Regions from separate parts of the Hordeum vulgare genome. Here region 1 is linked to region 2. Evidence: chromatin contacts called from public Hi-C data. All regions are on one chromosome and are shown on one strand. Each heading gives the region's core, a stretch centred on a gene start, on an enhancer-like site or on the middle of the called end of the contact. The rest is flanking DNA. Distances are from core to core; before and after follow the strand shown.

Evidence for each region. A called contact is a pair of places that touch in the nucleus more often than the background predicts.
Region 1: a contact with region 2 is called in a Hi-C map of seedling, with 4 times the contacts expected there. The contact joins the promoter of LOC123429882 here to the promoter of LOC123425742 in region 2. A contact is called at or near these places in 2 of 6 Hi-C or Micro-C datasets (leaf and seedling).

Annotation. Positions count from the first base shown.
Region 1 is chr2H:180,108,903-180,111,602 of MorexV3_pseudomolecules_assembly, forward strand. LOC123429882 (probable mixed-linked glucan synthase 8) reads right to left here and starts at 1,403. Exons shown (of 2, transcript XM_045113857.1): 1 at 783-1,403. The coding sequence starts at 1,021.
Region 2 is chr2H:179,737,729-179,740,428 of MorexV3_pseudomolecules_assembly, forward strand. It overlaps LOC123425742 (G-type lectin S-receptor-like serine/threonine-protein kinase At2g19130), which reads left to right and starts at 1,445. Exons shown (of 1, transcript XM_045109456.1): 1 at 1,445-2,700. The coding sequence starts at 1,747. It overlaps LOC123426060, which reads right to left. Exons shown (of 3, transcript XM_045109834.1): 3 at 1,092-1,447. The coding sequence ends at 1,165.

The DNA of each region.
Region 1 (2,700 bases), core at 153-2,652, 370 kb after region 2:
ACATATAGTCAGATATAGAAACAAATCATATGTATTTTTAATCTACAATCTCATATTGAGATTCAAGGCATCCAAATATCATTAAAATAATTATATCACGACCAATTTTGATGTGTTCCCGATGCAACGAGGGTGGTATCATGTAGTTACTCCTATATGCCGATACAAAAAAGGGAGTGATCTGCGCCGGCGCGCGGCCGAAGCTTTGGGTCGACCGCGCGCAGGCCGCACGATCCACCAACCCCGTGCGTCCGCACCATTGGATCTTCATGCAACATTTTTTTCCCGATGCAGCGAAATTCTGATGCGATGCAACATTTTTTTCAACGGTTGTAACAAAAAACAAAATTTATAGCAAAAAAATATCTACGTGATCGTAGCAAAAAAAAAGCTGATAGTACGTGGTAGCAAAAGTGAAACGCCGGTTGTAACAAATATTTGCTGACGTGTATGCAACTTTTTTACTAGACGGTTGCAGCAAAAAATGATGCCGGTTGTAGCAAAAATTAACACGGTTGTAGTAAGAGTAAAAAACATCGATTGTAACGAAAAATTCGAAGAACTGAAGTTGCAACCAAACGTATATGCATCTTTTTTACTTAAGAAATGTAGGAAAAAAATAAGGTTTGCAGCAAATATGACGCTGGTTGCAACAATTTAAACGAAAAAAATGTTGCATGTCCAGTCAGTGGACGCGCGCGCTCACGTGCGGCCGGCGGAACGGTTCGGGCGACGCACCGCCCATACACAAAGGAAACAGCCTGGAGAGCGAAAAACATTACCTGTAGGTGTTTACGAGCATGCCCTTGACTTTGAACGTGCGGTACAACAGCGGCCGGCCGCCGTCCTCGCCGCCGCACTCCCGCGACGCCGCCATCTCCTTCTCGTCGGCGGGCACCCAATGCTTGGCCTTGGCGCCGAACACATGCCGTGCCCCCTCGCTGTCGTCGCTGATCGCAAGCAGCGGGTCTGCGAGACCCGCATTGCCGCCGCCACCACCCCTGGCCGCCGGCGAAACCATTGGCTCTTCCTATTTAGCTTCTATACAGTGTGTGTGTGTGTGTGTGTGTGTGGCGCACGAAGGCTATGAGAGACGCGACCACTATATAGGGACATGGTACGAGGTGAAGCTAAGCCCAGCCAGCGGCCACCGACGCAGGGTACGCAGTGCTCGCTTGTCGCTTCGCCATGCCCTGGGAGCTGGGAGCCCAGGAGGAGTCCAGAGTCGTGGAACTCATGAGGGGCACTGCCTAGCCGGACCACTGGACAAATGCAACGGGATCCGTACGCGTGTCCAATCGACGCCATTCCCTGCTAGGAAACAACCTTGCTTGAGGAAAACGTGAGCTACGGTACAAACACCGTGTACGCATCTGACGGAGACACTTGCTTTGGACAGCCAGGCGTTGGGTATTGACGTCCTATTTGCACTTTTGTTTTTACCCGAAATACCGTGCAATAATTGTTCTACTTTTCATCTTTTTCATGCAACTCCCTTCGCCAGCATAACAAATCCTTAATCCTCAAAAAAGAAAGCATAACAAATCCTTAGGATGGTAATTTTCATCAACTTTTTTTTGCGATCACGTCAAATCCTTGGAAACACATGGCAATTACTCTGCCAACAATGCTACACGTAGGGACATTCACATAAGCATACGGGCTGTCTTCTTAGTTGATACTCCCTCTGTCTCAAAATATCTGTCTCAATTTTATACTAGCTCTAATACAAAATTATATTAAGTTTAAGACATTTATTTTGGGACGGAGGAAGTAGATTTTAATATGATTAGGGACGACGAAGGGCCCCACCCGAATGAAAATCAGGGGAGAGGTGAAGAGTAGTTTAGAAAGGATCCGTAAGCTTATGTAGACGTTCGTACGTATAGCATTTTTGTTACTCTGCTGCAGTACTAAATTTTTTGACGATCTTTTATACAACATCATAATTTTTGAATTTAGAACATAACAAATCCTTATACAACAACGTGAAGAAATTGTCCGTTTCTTCACGTCAATTCTGAAGCGTTCGCTGATACTGATTTTTATAATAAACAGAAACGTTCATTCGTTCCTATCTCGCCGGGAGAATGATCGTCGCTCAGGTTACCCCTTATTTTTTTGTGGATGAACTTTGTATTACTCAAGTGGTACGACCATAGTCCGTATTACAAAGATCAATAACCTCTGACAAGTCAGAGTTAAACCAAACTACAGTTCTACGCTCAGTTCTAACAAACTTTGCCAAATAATCACTAACATTAGTTTGGGTATGAAGAACATGAGTAAATTTAGTTTTACGAAGATTACTAAGAAGCTTGATTTCCTCCACCAGCGAGGAAAAAACCGATCTATCAGTGGCCATATCATTTATCATTCTCACAGCTTGTAAGAAATCCAACTCCACATGTATAGGCGGCTCCATTCTTTCAATTGCAATTGATAATCCTTCCATGCAAGCACTAAGCTCAGCTTCTAAGGAACTTCTACAGGAGAAAAACACCCTACATGACGAAAAGATGATCTCACCCGCACTGTCTCGGAGGATCATACCAGCACCCGCACCACCATCAACAGACTAGGCTCCAGCCATCGGCAAAGACCAAGGGGCATTACCAGTTGAATTCACACTCACACCACGCAAAGTAATATTGTCATATGATATCACGTGCTTCCCATTTATCTGTTCCTCCTCCAATA
Region 2 (2,700 bases), core at 195-2,694:
TTAAATGCACTCCGGTGTCCGTACATCACATGCTCACGGCATCTTCAATAGTTTGTATGCAGTCTTGTTGGTAAAATTATCCATGTTATCAACCAACAAGGGATCATACAACTACTCCAATGATTGCATGTAAATTATTCATTAGGAGAAGATGGAATAAATGCAATTACTCTTTATGTAACCTTGGAGCTTATGCAAGAGATGTTGGTTAATCTACATACAACTTTCCTCTCTCTTCTTATTTATTTATTGCAACATCATCATATATCCTAGATGCGTTCCGGGGTAATATATACAAACCCCACATTATATGCCTTCCGAGGTTCGTACATCACATGTTCAAGGCATCTTCAATAGTTTGTATGTAGTCTTGTTGGTAAAATTATCCATGTCATCAACCAACAAGGGATCATACAACTACTCCAATGATTGCATCTAAATTATTCAATAGGAGAAGTTGGAATAAATGCAATTGCTCTTAGGAGAAGTTGGAATAAATGCAATTGCTCTCTATGTAACCTTGAAGCTTGTGCAAGAGTTATTGATTAATCTACATGCAACTTTTCTCTCTCCTTATTTATTTATTGTCATATCATTATATATCTTAGATGGTAAACTTTACCAACAACTATTTTACAGCCATTGGAGATGTCGTCAGTGTGCTCCATCAATACTCGTATATTCCTCCTATCACCACTATATACGGATGTAGCCTCGCGTGCTGATGTCTCCTCTATTTCGTTTCTATCCGTACGCTACCTTTAACGCCACCTGGTGCTGGGACCGTATCATAAAAGCTCTTGAATGGCCGAGCAGGACAGGGCGCTGCCTGAACCATGATTTAGCCGAGGAATCGGGAAAAGGGGTGACTGCATCTAGCATTGTTACCGGTCAAACACGGCCATCACGTTCCTTTTTCCGACAGGTCATTTTGCCCGAGTTTGGGCACCATAGTATGAGGACTGGGTCAGAGCTTATTCGTCTCCGCGCTCGAGTTACTGAGGTGCTACAGCTGGAAAAAAGAAGGAAAAGGTGACCAGAGACGTATCAATGGACACCATTCACGCCTCCAGTGGAGACCGCAATCACGATGATGATTAACATGACTTTGATAATCGCAACCGTGAACTGACGCACTGTAAATCAAACAGACCAGGAGACATTTCAAAATTCCGGTAATTCACCGTGACCAGGTAAGTACCCGTTGTAGATCCTATCTTCCAGAGGAGACGCCATCTGGTCAAGGTTGGAGGTTGAATTCTGGAAGTAATAGCCTAAACAAAAGAAGTTCTGTAACTTGAGTAGTAGATTCACAAGATGACAAGTCATCAGTCTTGTAAAAGTTGCGGCCAAAGATCTGCCTTCGTTTAAACATTCCAAGTCAACGCTCCCCTTGGTGCCTCTGCCGCCGGAAAACCACTTTTCTGGCTTCACACCATTTTTCTCCCTTTCTTAATCAGCAACAGTCAGCATCATGGCAGGAGCCAGATATTTGCAAGAAAAATAAAACATAAATCAAGCAAGAAAAACAAAACACCATTAGCCATGTGGTCATAAATTTCAACACGAGATTTTACTATTTTGTGAGTAATTCATCTATAGGAGCAGTACTATTCAGCAGCAGCAGGGCGTTGGGCGTTTACCAGGTCAAAGAAGGCTGCTTATTTAATTAGTCCTGTCTCCAGAGTTCAGGCTCCCATCCTCGGTCAAGCCCTGACTATTCTTCCAAGCTCCCATCCATGATCCATGGCTCCCTTCTTCCTCCTCCTCCTTTTCGTCCAAATCCTACTCTGCAAGGCCGGCGACACCATCAACTCCACCACACCCTTGTCCGGGTCACAGAAGATCTTGTCCCAGGGCAACAAGTTCACCGTGGGCTTCCACTCCCCATCGCAGAGTAACACCGCCTCTTCCACCTCCAGCAGTTACTACATAGCCATATGGTACAGCAACATACCACAGGTAACCACCGTGTGGAACACCGACAAGCCGGTGTCCGACCCGGCCACCGCCTCCTTGGAAATCGCCCGCGACGGCAACCTTGTCCTCCTTGATCAAGCCAAGAACCAGCTGCTATGGTCGACCAATGTAAGTATAGCCTCCAACTCCACCATGGCCACCATCAGGGACAGCGGTAGCCTCGAGCTCACCGATGCCTCCAATTCATCGATAGTTTATTGGCGAAGCATAGACCATCCCACAAACACCTGGCTTCCGGGGGGCAAGCTCGGGCTGAACAAGACCACGGGTCTGAGCCAGAGACTTCTTCCTTGGAAGAACAAAGAAAACCCATCTCCTGGGTTGTTCTCTCTGGAGCTAGACCCCAATGGCACAAAACAGTACTTCATCCAGTGGAATGAATCCATAAACTACTGGACCAGTGGCCCCTGGAACGGCAATATCTTCAGCCTCGTGCCAGAGATGACGGCCAATTTCAGATACGACTTCCAATTCGTCGACAATGCCACAGAAAGCTATTTCTACTACTCAATGAAGGATGATACAGTCATCTCGCGGTTCATCATGGACGTGACCGGACAGATCAAGCAGCTGACATGGGTGGAATACTCACAGCAGTGGATCTTGTTCTGGTCACAGCCACGGACGCAGTGTGAGGTGTATGCACTCTGTGGGGCATACGGCAGCTGCAGTGAGGCTGCGCTGCCGTACTGCAACTGCATCAAGGGGTTCAGCCAGAAG